Regions from separate parts of the Sus scrofa genome. Here region 2 is linked to region 1. Evidence: chromatin contacts called from public HiChIP or PLAC-seq data. All regions are on one chromosome and are shown on one strand. The core of a region is the stretch at or near the end of the contact, and the rest is flanking DNA. Distances in the headings are between cores, read along the strand shown.

Region 1 (5,676 bases), core at 1,886-4,385:
GGGCCCCAGCCCACCTCACGGCCAGTTCCCATAGGGGCCTGGACTGAGGGCACAGCTACACACCAGTTCCAGCTGGGAATCATCTGCTTCAACTCTTCCCCACCCGCGGGGTGTATATATTGCCTCCTCCCCGTGGCCCACCCCCTTTTTAAAAAATAAGAAACTCAGAAGGATTTCTTGGATGGATATTGCTCATAAACAGCAAGTATTAGACTAAAATTATTCTGCAAAAAATGATCCAAAACGCAAATGGAAAGCAAAAGCACCTCTGCCGTGCAGGACTATAAAGGCAGCGATGACTCAGAACTGCTCTTGAGGGAGCTCCCTTCTTGGCTCAGCGGTTAACAAACCCGACTAAGATCCATAAGGATGAGGGTTCGATCCCTGGCCTCGCTCAGTGGGTTCAGGATCCGGCGTTGCCGTGAGCTGTGGTATATACATCGCAGACGTGGCTCAGATCTGGCGTTGCTGTGGCTGCGGTGTAGGCCGGCTGCTGCAGCTCTGATTCAACCCCTTGCCTGGGAACCTCCATATGGTGCGGGCGTGGCCCTAAAAAGACAAAAAAAAAAAAAATTGTTTTTTGAATTGACCTCACTTGGGAAACCAACTCTGCTGTCCCCAGGCCTCAGCGTCCCTTACTCTAAAGGAGAGGGGTCACACTGGGGCACTCAGCGATGACCTGGCACATTTTTCTTTGGGCCTTGGTTGTCTCCTTCATAAAAATAGTACCAATTTAAGAAGTATGTATTTTTTACAGGAGATTAGGGGAACAAAAAAATAAGATGGTTGAGCAATTTCTTTAAAAAAAAAAAAAAAAAGCCCCCAAAACCAAACCAAATACTTTGTAGAAGAAGGAAGCAGTAAACAGTTCCAGTCAAAGCAGTTAAGATTCCATCTGCTCTGCCGGCCCTGGGTGGGCAGGGGTGGGGCCTGAACCCGGAGGGAGCAGCACTCACAGCAGCTGCAGCTGGTCCTGCCTCCGGATGAGCGCGTTCTTCTTGTTGACCAGTGTGAACCACTCCTGGATCAGCACCTCCTCCTGCAGCCGGTTGGCACCTGAATTGGGCCAGGACAGTCGCCAGGCCTGCCACCGTCTGGAGCAGGGCAGCTGGGGATGGGGGGAGGGGGCTTGTTCCCTTGCAACATCCCAGAAGCCAGAGCTGTGGGCCTCCAGCAGGCTGCTTCCCCCGCTCAGGGACTCAGTGTGCCTGGCTGTAAATGGGGGTCATTGCCCCAGCCTTGTCTCCTCCCAACTCCTCTCAGGCCCAGAAAGCGCTGCAGGGTGGGCCAGGTCTGGGGGCGTGTGTCGCGGCGTGGAGTCCCGACCTTGGCCCCACCTGACTCCATGAGGCTCCTCAGCTGCGTCTCCACCTCGGCCGCCCGTCCATCTATCTGCCTCTGTTCCTGTTCCAGGGCCTGCAGCTCTGCGCACACGTACTGGCTTGTGTCCTGGAAACGTTGCTGGGTGGAAGGAGGGGGGGCAGAGGACAGGGTGGGCTCAGCCCAGGCCCCATCTAGGAGGCCCACCCACCCAGTGGCTCCTCCCACCTCAGCCCTCCTTACCAGCCCAGCCTCCTCCCCCGGGCTTGGGGGTGGTTCCTCCGCAGCGGGAGTCCCACCTGCAGACAGAGACCAGGCTAAGGTGCTCAGCCGACACCTGCGCCCGCCTGGAAGGTCCCCAGCTCAGGATCTGTGACAGTCACCACCCCTTCGAAACTACTCACCAGGGGGCTGCTGTGGGGCTGTGGCGGGGGCAGGGCCAGGGGCAGGGCTGGGGTCAGGGCTCACACCTTCCTGCGGAGGAAGAGGCCAGTGAGGGCTTGGAGGGGCTCCCCAAGGTCTACCCTGGGGCCAGCCAGAGCCTCACTCACGTGGGAGGAAGGGGCCTCAGTTCCAGGCCCTGCCTGCAGCCCCAGCGGCTGCTCCAGCCCGGGTGCTCAGAACTCCACCCCTACCCCCTGGGCAAAGCGCCTCCTCCCGCAAGGCCCGCAAGGCTCTGGCCTCCGCGGCTCCTGGCGCTGTGGTCCTGGGCTGGTCCACTCCCACTCGTTGAGCCTCGCAGTCCTCATTCCTGGGGCCTCACGGGGCCTTTGTGAGAGTCTGGGGTGAAAGGCTGGGACCTTTCCTTCCTCCTCCCGCCCCCTCCCCCACGGCACTCCCACAGGCCAGGGAGCTGACCTGGATGTGGCCGTGACGAGGCAGTGCCTCCATGTCCTGGCCAAAATGGGACACTGTCCCACCTTATCAATCCCACACCTAGAGAACGCTGTGCTTTTCACATAACACTCAGAACCGAACAGGCGGCTGGACCCATCCATTACAGCCTCTCATGTGCCCTGCCCCTGGCAACCCGCAGGGGCTATCAGCCCTGGAGGCCCCCACCTTGGATCTCAGCTGATAGCCGAGCCCCTTTGGTGGCTACTGCTCTGGCCACCTTTCTAGGTCATGAGGTGGGGAGAAAGCTTTGAGCCCCCCCCCACTGTCCACCCCACGGTGTACCTCGCCAAGAGGCAGCCCTGGACATCCCTGCCTCGGGTGACAGCCGCTCTGGCCTGGGCCAGTGGCAGCCTCTTCACTAGTCACCCCCTCTTTCCCTGCCTGCCGACTTTACCCTCCAGCCACAACCGAGAAGGCTTTCTAAACAGAGTCAGTCTCCCACACCCGGCCCTCGGCCCCCAGCCTCATGGCCAAGGCCTGCTGGCAGCTCCAGCCTCAACTCCCACTGCCCGGAACCCCACCCAGATGCCACCCTCTGGCCACAGTGATGGGACTTTCACTTCTCCAAACTGTTTCCTCAGCCTGTTTCCTTGGCCTCTATCTTGGGCTGCTGGACACCAGCGCGACCTTTATGACCCAGCTCCTCCCCGCCTCCTCCAGAGGCCCCTTCACACGGCTTTCTTCCTCCGTCCCTGGCTTTCATGCCTCCTGAAGCCTCCCCAATTCCCAGGCTGGGCAGATCCTTGCCCACCGTGGCCCCCAGGGCCTCTCGCGTCCCAGCTCCAGCCCTACCCCCAGCCTGTCACGGCTGTTGGTCATCCACGCCTCCCCCAGCAGAGGCAGCGGCTGCACACAGGCTGGGGTCCAGAGGACACGCTCTGGTTCAAAGTCGTGGCTAAGACGCCTTAAGCATTTGTTCGTGTGTGGGCGCTGTGCACGAACTGACTCATCAGCTCTCCCAAGAACACTGTCCCTGCTTTACAGACGAGGAGACAGAGGCCCACAGGTGACATTCACACAGGACCTGGCCTAGGCCTGTCTAATCCAAAGGTGACTTCCCAAGCTAGGCCACCAATTTGCTATTTGCCTCTGGGCCAGTCATGGCCACTGGGCCTGTCTGTGCCCTTGTATGTATGATGGGGAGGAATCCCAGGCCTGGGTAATCTGGGGGTTGCCGGGCTCCAGAAGGCATCTGGGGAAAAACACAGTCACCCCCGCTTTTGTCTTTTTCAGGGCTGCACTTGCGGCATCTGGAAGTTCCCAGGCTAGGGGTCGATTCGGAGCTGTAGCTGCCAGCCTCCGCCACAGCCACAGCAACGCTGGATCCTTAACCCACTGAGGGAGGCTGGGGATCAAACCCACGCCCTCACGGATACTAGCCGGGTTCATCACCACTGAGCCACAACAGGAACTCCCAGTTCCTTTTTTGATAGTGCCCTGCAGGGGTGTCTCAATGCCACTTGACAAACTTTCATGTCTTTGCTTCTCCTCCTCAGGAAAAGAGTACAGAGAGCAAGTGGCTTGTCTGGGGTCACGCAGCCAGTTAATAGTCCTGGGCCCAGTAGAGGGTCCTGAGTTCACTCTCAAGACGAATGTGACTAGCATCCACGAGGACGCAGGTTCGATCCCCGGCCTTGCTCAGTGGGTTAAGCATCTAGCGTTGCCGTGAGCTGTGGTGTAAGTTGCAGATGCCGCTCGGACCCCGTGGTGCTGTGGCTGTGGTGTAGGCCAGCAGCTGCAGCTCCAATTCGACCCCCTGGCCTGGGAAGCTCCATATGCCACAGGTGCAGCCCTAAAAAGATTTTTTAAAAAGGAAAAAAAAAGAGTTCCGTCTCAGAACCAGGGTTCCTCTATCAACTCAATCAACTCCCTTTATCTCTTTCCTCATCTCCCTTAGCCTCAACCCTCCCATGTGCAAAATGGGGTAACCGCTCCCCAGAAGGGGCACTGAACAAGTTGGTGAGGGGTTGTGGGGGGGGGCAGGGCAGGCACACAGTGATTGCTCAACATGGTGGCAGAGGCAGGAGAGTGGAGAAACCCGAAACTCAGCAGCAACTAAGCTTACTTACACCAGCCCCGACGGGAATTCCAACGCCTCCTCGTGTCTGCGCCAAATTCCCCTTTCTACCCCCTCACGCGGGCCGCTCCTCCAGGAAGCCCTGCTGAGCTGCACCAGAGGCACCCTGCCTTCTCATGGCATTGCTTCAGCCTCTCGCCGGCTTCCAGATGCCGACGTCATTCTAGCCAGGACTCTGGGAGCCCCCACGGCCAGGGGCGGCCCCTGCCTCCTCCCACGGCTCACCTAAGGATGGGGGACGGGGGGTGAAGGGGAGCCCCCTCCAGCCCCACGCGTCAAATAGCTTCTGTGGGACAACGGCTGGAGGAAGGGCCTGGCTTGGAAGGACCAGATGCTGGGACCTGGGCCCAGAAGGACAGAGCCTCCCCTTTTAAACTGTAAAGAGCTCTTGACACACATTAAGGGGGCTTTGGCTGGAGGCCAAAAGACAGGTTGAGGACAGCTGTCTATCACGGCCTCTGTGGGTGCCTCTGATGGCCTCCTCACTCACGGGCTTAGGGCTGTGCCTCCAACCCTGCACTGCAGGCTCCTGCTCGCCAGGCCAGCCTCACCACCGCCTGCGGCCCTTAAGGGAGATGACGGGCTCACCTAAGAGTCTCTCTAACGGAGATGACGGTCTCCCTAACGGAGGCCTGAGCTGTCCTGCTGCCACGGTTTTGCTTGTGAGGCCCCCCTCTTGAGAACCACCCGCTCTGATTCTTCACCTGGGAAAAGCTGCCCGTCTTATTGGCCCGGAGCAAATGGCTGCTTCCTCCAAAAGCCTTTACCAGTTTATTCCTTCCTTTCCTTAGAACTCAGGGCCATCCCAGAGCTGCTGAAGGCCTGGAGCAGCCTAACAGACTGCCTGCTGTCTAGGACGGTGCAGCTGGAAAGCCCATGGCTGGACTTCAGTGGCTGCGAGGCCTTGAGTAAATCCCTGCCCATTCTGGGACCATCTCCCCTTCGGTGCAGTAACCATGAGACACCTAGGAGACTGACCTGACACCTGCAAGGGACAGGGGTACATGGGCACCCAGCAGGGTTTCCCATCTCCAACTTTCCATTATCAGGGAAGAGAGGAAACTGGTCTCCAGCATCTGGAGTTAAAGATCCAAGTCAGAGACTCTTGGGGGTTGGGAGACCCTAGAGAGCTCCCTGGAGTATAGAAACCCTGCTCCCAGCTTACAGGGAAGTGGTGGCATCTGGGCCACCTGCAGGGAAAGAAATGCCCCAACCCGCTCTACAGTGCAAAAGAGCCCTGCCTCCAAGACTGTCTACACAGTGCCTTCTGGGAACTTCCTATTCCAGCCTGTGATTCCCCTAACTGGGTATCAAGTGTTAAAAAGCCCTAAAAGAATCTCCTGTGGCGCAGCAGGTTAAGTAAGGACCCAGCAGCGCTGTCA
Region 2 (5,676 bases), core at 2,182-4,681, 150 kb after region 1:
GATCGCAGGTGACGTCAGCGCCAAGGCGCGCGGGCGGGGGCGGGGCGGCGTCAGGCCCGCCAGGCTGGAGCCGGGGCCCCTCCGGAGGGGAGTGGGCACTGTTGGCAGGTTGGCAGCTGGGCTGCCTGTGGAGAACCGCACCCGCAGCTGTGCTTAGTGTCTGTCTCTGGTTAAGAAGCCCTGTTGTGATTTTTATTTTTAAAAGTTAATTAAAACGTTACATTTCCCCCCCCATTGCCTTTTGATAACTTGAGGGGCATGTATCATGGCTTTGTTATTCTCAGTTAACCAAGGCCTTGGAGGTTTGAAATGTTTCATCAGAAAAGATGTTCTTGTTGGGACAGAATACTTTATGATTATTCATTATGTAATAAATGGAAAAAGGCAGTTGCAAAGTAATGAAAAGCAAGATCTTGTTTGTGCAGAAAACAACACACGTGTCATTTCTTGGCCATCTGTTCCCAAGGGTAGAGATAGACATTCAATCCCGCTTTACTTCTGGATTGGGAAGTGGGGAAAAAGAGTTTTTGGAAAAACTAGTTTGTCCAGGCCAGTTTGCAGTCTGTGATGGGGGCCTGTTTGAGGACTGCTGCTGGGGAAGCTGCCTGCTGTCTGCCCCCAGGGAGTAGGCCCCCAGGCTGGGTCTCCTAAAATAAGGCAAAAGCAAGCCAGGCACGCTCTGATCCCCTCAGGCCCTCCCCAAGGGCCTGAGCGCTTGGGGAGAATTTCAGAATTGGTAGTTGGCATTTCCTGTGCCAGTGTGGGGCTAGAAGAAAGAGGAAGGACAGCTCCCCTCCCACCCCCCGTATGGCCTCCTTTCAGCCCTGGGCCCCTTCAGCAGGGCGTTGGAAGGACAGTGGTCAGAGTAACCAGAACTGGGAATGGCTTCTCTGACCAACTCCTGCCAGAGGTCGCCTCCCAGAATACCCTCCCACACCCCAGCAAACTGCCTGTGATGACAGGCTCCCTTGGCAACAAGGGGAAGATTTTTTTTCCCCCCTTGCCTCTGCAAGATGGCATCTGCGGGTGGGGCAGGCCAGCTGCCACACCCGCCCTGTGTTCTCAGAAAACTGGTGACTCTCATGTGACCCTCCTCCCAGAAGGTCAAGTAGGTGACAAGCCAGGGCTTGTTCACAGGACTGCTCAGGGAAAGATTCTGGCAGTTTGCTCTTCCCCAAGATCTTCCTCATCCGTCTCATCCTGGCAACATGTCCAGGGGTGGGTCGAGGAGACTGGGCCTGAAAGAACAGTGTGGAAAGAAGGACTTGCCTGTCAGAATGTTCTAGAAAGGCTGGGAGGTGTGTGTAATCCCAAGCAAATGCCTTCCCTGCTGTGTCATAGTGCCAAGCTGTGGGCTCAGCCCTTTATTTATCTCCTAGGCGCCTGAGAGGAGGTAGTCACTGCGGAGTGGCTTGCTACTTTTTTTGGCCACGTCTGCAGCAGGCAGAAATAGCTGGGTCAGGGAGTGAACCTGAGCCAGGGCAGTGACAACGCCGGATCCCTAACCCACTGTGCCACAAGAGAACTCCTGTAGCTTGCTTTTTTCTCTCTCTGGTCTAATTACCTTCCTCATCCACACGTCATTCCCAAATCCCAGGAACAAACTGTATTAGATTGTATTTTTCAAAAGAGCAGGAGTAGGTGGAATTAGCAATGCACAAAGCATTAGGATTCTGCGCTGCTTAGGACTCTCCAACACGAAAGGAACTAAGGCCTTCCTTTGTGCCCCTGTGTCTGGAGGGGTCCCACCACCCACTCCATTTTCAAGGATAAATTGGCACAGTGTCCATGGGCCCTGGCTTAGAAGCTCTCCGGGCAGCATGGCTAGCTTTTGTTGGAGCTGGATTGTCTCTGAGGAGGAATGAGGGTAGAAAGCCACACAGGGACCTCTCTGTCCGGCCTTTGGGGCCAAGGCTGTCCTTACAGTGAGATGGACAAATGGAAGGCTCGGGTCCTGCCTCTTTCTGCAAATAAGGCTGAAAATACCTCGGGAGTATTTTTACAGAGAGGAGGGCAGGGCAGCCAGTGCGTCAGCAGATTTCTCCTGAGCAAAACAAGCTGTTCCAGGAAACGGCAGTAAACAAGAGAACTTTGGTCCCTGGGTGGGGCTGGGTGATGAGAGGCCTGCCCCACCCGGGGGGTGGTTGAGACCTGCTCTTCCTGGGGCAGTGCCCTGAGGGGCTCATGGCTGGGGGGACGGGGGGGGGGGAGGACCCCTTGGGCAACATCCGGATTTCAGGGTCAGGGCCAGGGCTCCAAGTCCTTTCTCACAGCCAGGATTGCCTTCCCTTCTCGTTCTGAAGCCTGCTTAGTTTTGTTTTCCTGAAAACACATCAGCCCAGGACGGGTCCCAGGAGAGAGAAGAGGGGCGAGAAAGGGCTGGTGCTTTAGGGTCAAGATGGGTAGGAGGGTGATGATATTGCTGCCACCACTAGAGAATGTGCCAGAACCCTGCTCCCGTCTCTCACAGGCCCAGTACTAGAGCTGTGGCCTCCTGGGTCACCTTGGACTTGTAACGGAGCAGGACCCTGGGAGGCCTTCCCAGAATAGACCCCCACTCATCTCCTCCGCTTGCCTTTTTAGCTATAGAAAAACTTGAACGAACCAATTTAATCAGGGAATGAAAAAAAAAAAAAAAAAAAAACAAAGAAAACAGTAATAACAGCTCAGCCATTCAACAAAGTCAAGGACCTTCAGTTCCTCAGAGACTTTAGATAGGAGTTCCTATTGTGGCTCAGCAGGTCAACAACCAACTAGTACCCAGGAGGATGCAGGTTCAATCCCTGACCCCGAGCAGTGGGTTAAGGACGTGGCATTGCCGTGAGCTGTGGCTGAGGTCACAGACTTGGCTCAGATCTGGCGTGGCTGTGGCTGTGGTGTGGGCCAGTGGCTGCAGCTCTGATTTGACCCCTAGACCGGGAACTTCCATATGCTGTGGGTGCAGCCTTAAAAAGAAATTAAAAAAAAAAGAAAGATAAAGAAAGAAAACCAAAGCCTATAGATAATATTTTGAGCCATGACCCTGGAGCTGTTTTGCAGGTGCTGAAGCTCCCACCGTTTGGAAGAAACCACCTAACTCGATGCTGCCCACAGCACGTAGACCCCAGACCCGATGGAACCAGCACGTTAAAGCTGCCGACTCCCAATGACCTCCCCACCCACCAATCAGGAGCATGTCCAGGAGCTGACCACGGCCGGCTCCTCGGACACTGTAGGACTCCTCACAGTCCCCTCCGAGGGCGGCACCAGCCTGCTGTGTGTTCCCTCTTTGCCTGGCAGTTAAAGCTGCTTTTTCTGCTTCCTCCAACTGTCTCCGTGCTTCTGTCTGGCACTGGTGCCGAGATTTCGACTCTCCCCCTCCCAGGAGCCCCTCGGCCTGGGCCTCTCCCTTCAGAGCCCCAGGGCCCGGGTTTCAGGGCCTGGGTAAGGAAGTGCACAGTCACTGCGTGCTGGCCGGGAGCCCTTCCTGCCCTGGCTCGCCTCCCAGCGGCCCAGCGGGAACAACCCGGACCTCCGCCCAGCCCCCACTGGCCTCTCCTGCCCTGGCAGGAAGCTGGGCCCCAGCCTGGTCTGGCCCACCCTGCTGCAGGCCCCCGGGCAGGCCCTTCGTCAGCTCTCCAGCCGGCTTTCCCTGTTCTCACCTCCTCGCTTTAACAAAAGAGTCTGCCTGGAAGCACTTAACCCAGTGGCTCTGCCTGGAGGTCACCTTCCCAGTGAGACTCCATCCCCACCCCGTCCTGCTGGGACGTGAGCTCCTCAAGGGAGGGCCTTCCGTCTGTTTGTCCTCCCCTGGGCCTCTGAGCTGGCAGTCCCCGAGACGGCCCTGGCGTGGAGCGGATCTTGATAAATGTGTTGACCAAACAGTTGTGCCCACTGTGAGGCTCTCGGTCAATATTTGTGATGTTTCTGGGCTGATCGGAGGAAGGAAATGAGTTCCCAGGTCAACAGCAGGCCCACAAAACAGGTGGCGGGCCCGGATCTGGGGTCCCGTCCACCCCGGACTCCCAAGTCAGGACATATGGAGAGGGTGGTGGGGTCGGGGTGGGGGGACTGCTGTTCCCTGTGGCCGGGGGCCCAGCAGCTCCCAGGAAATGGCTGGTGCAGCTCAGGGAGACAGGGGAGCCTCTCTTGGCGGACGTGGCAGAAGGCGTTTGAGGGGGAGGGTGTCAGGGGTTGGTTCTCCCGGTTTATAAGGCAGAGGAGGAAGTGGGCCAGTCCACCTGCATTTCCTGCTCTCATTTTGGGAGCCCATGTGTGTCCAAAAGAGAGAGGGACAGGAGTTCCCGCTGTGGCACAACGGGATCCGGCAGTGTCTTGGGAGCACTGGGTCTCAGGTTCCATCCTGGCGCAGTGGGTTAAGGATCCAGCATTGTTGCAGCGCAATTTATGCTGTGACTGCATCTTGGATCCGATGCTCCCTGGCCTGGGAACTCCATGTGCCTTGGGGAGGCTGGAAAAGGAAAAAAAGAAAAGGCGGGACAGGCAGGGAGGTGATCCTGTTAGGAGGGGGCTCTCATATGTGTGACCTATGCCTCCTCTGGGGTTCCAAGGGCCCCCCAACTGGGAGCCCCCTGCTTCTAGCGCCAGGCCTTGGGCGAGCCGTGGCTCCAGGAACTAACTGCAACGCCATCAGTCGCCTTCATCCAGCTCTTTGGGACGCTCTGCCGTGTACAGAGGCATCAGGGGGGCCCTGGTGCCCAGCCCCGCTCCCCAGCCTTGCACGAGCCGGCCTGCTGCCTGGAGCTCACGTTGCCCTTTTCCTGCCAACTCCTTCACTGGCTCATGGTCGCCTCCCTGTGTCCAGAAAGCCCTGCTCACCAGACTCTCTTGTCCCCCCTCCCGAGTGCCAAGCACCGACGGGGAGCAGCAGGAAGGCCTGTGGAATGAGGTACCCGGTCCCACAAGCCTTGCCTCCCTGGACCACTGTCGCCCCACCAGTGGCCCCAGACGTCCTCGGGCAGGCCCCCTGTTGCTGACGGAGCAAGTCCCAGCTTTGGGGGGCCCCACCCTTTGGCCCGTGTCCATCTCACCAGCCTCGCCGCAAGCCTCACCCACCAGGAACCTTGGTGACAGCTCCTCTGGGTGAGCAACCTGGTGGTGCTGAAAGCCGCCCCTTCCCAGGCCTAGGTCTGCACAGCCCCCCCAGGGACCCTCTCCTCCCAGGCTGCCTGCAGCCCCCCACCGGAGCTCACTTCTGCTGGTGTCCCTGAGGCTGGAAAGGTCCCCAGGCCTGAGCCTCTCTCGCCCCCACAGTGACCCCACTGGAGCACGGGTTGTTCAGACCACCCTTGAACCTCTGCCCTTTTCTGTTCTGACTCCCCTAGACCTGCCCAAGTGGCACCTGTGAGAGACCCAGGTGGTGCCGGGGCTTCTGTGGGCAGCGTGAACCCCTGAGGGGTTCATGTGCCCCTGGAGGCTGCCGACCTTGAAGCTGTGGGGGAGGCCTTTGCTCCTACCAGCCCGGAGCGTCAGCGGTCACCACCCCCTCTCCACCAAATGCCAAGATCAAACAGGCCGGCGACATGGAAGTCCTGGGAAGAGCTGGGACTGTTATTATTCTCCCACTTGCACATTATACCCGTGACGAGTAGAGTGAAATAGCTGCGGGGAAGGGGAGGATAAATGAGGAGTCTGGGATTAACATATACGCACTCCTATATGTAAAACAGAGAACCA

What was found. HiChIP or PLAC-seq counts read pairs in DNA pulled down with a chosen protein or histone mark.
Region 2: an H3K27ac HiChIP or PLAC-seq map of alveolar macrophages shows a contact between it and region 1. The contact joins two enhancer-like sites. A contact is called at or near these places in 2 of 47 Hi-C or Micro-C datasets (embryonic fibroblasts and fetal liver) and 1 of 2 datasets of contacts at active chromatin or transcription factors (alveolar macrophages).

What each region holds. Positions count from the first base shown.
Region 1 is chr2:6,663,661-6,669,336 of Sscrofa11.1, forward strand. It overlaps EHBP1L1 (EH domain-binding protein 1-like protein 1), which reads right to left. Exons shown (of 18, transcript XM_021082847.1): 12 at 1,725-1,794; 13 at 1,564-1,619; 14 at 1,338-1,461; 15 at 957-1,056. Among named protein-coding and RNA genes, the nearest start is that of KCNK7, 8.7 kb to the left of the region's middle. Within about 2 kb of position 3,136, at least 14 of the 83 cell types and tissues checked have an H3K27ac peak or open chromatin away from gene starts, as enhancers often do. A contact at or near this core is called in alveolar macrophages, where this site is marked.
Region 2 is chr2:6,812,205-6,817,880 of Sscrofa11.1, forward strand. No RefSeq gene overlaps it. Among named protein-coding and RNA genes, the nearest start is that of FRMD8, 29 kb to the right of the region's middle. Within about 2 kb of position 3,432, at least 57 of the 83 cell types and tissues checked have an H3K27ac peak or open chromatin away from gene starts, as enhancers often do. A contact at or near this core is called in alveolar macrophages, where this site is marked.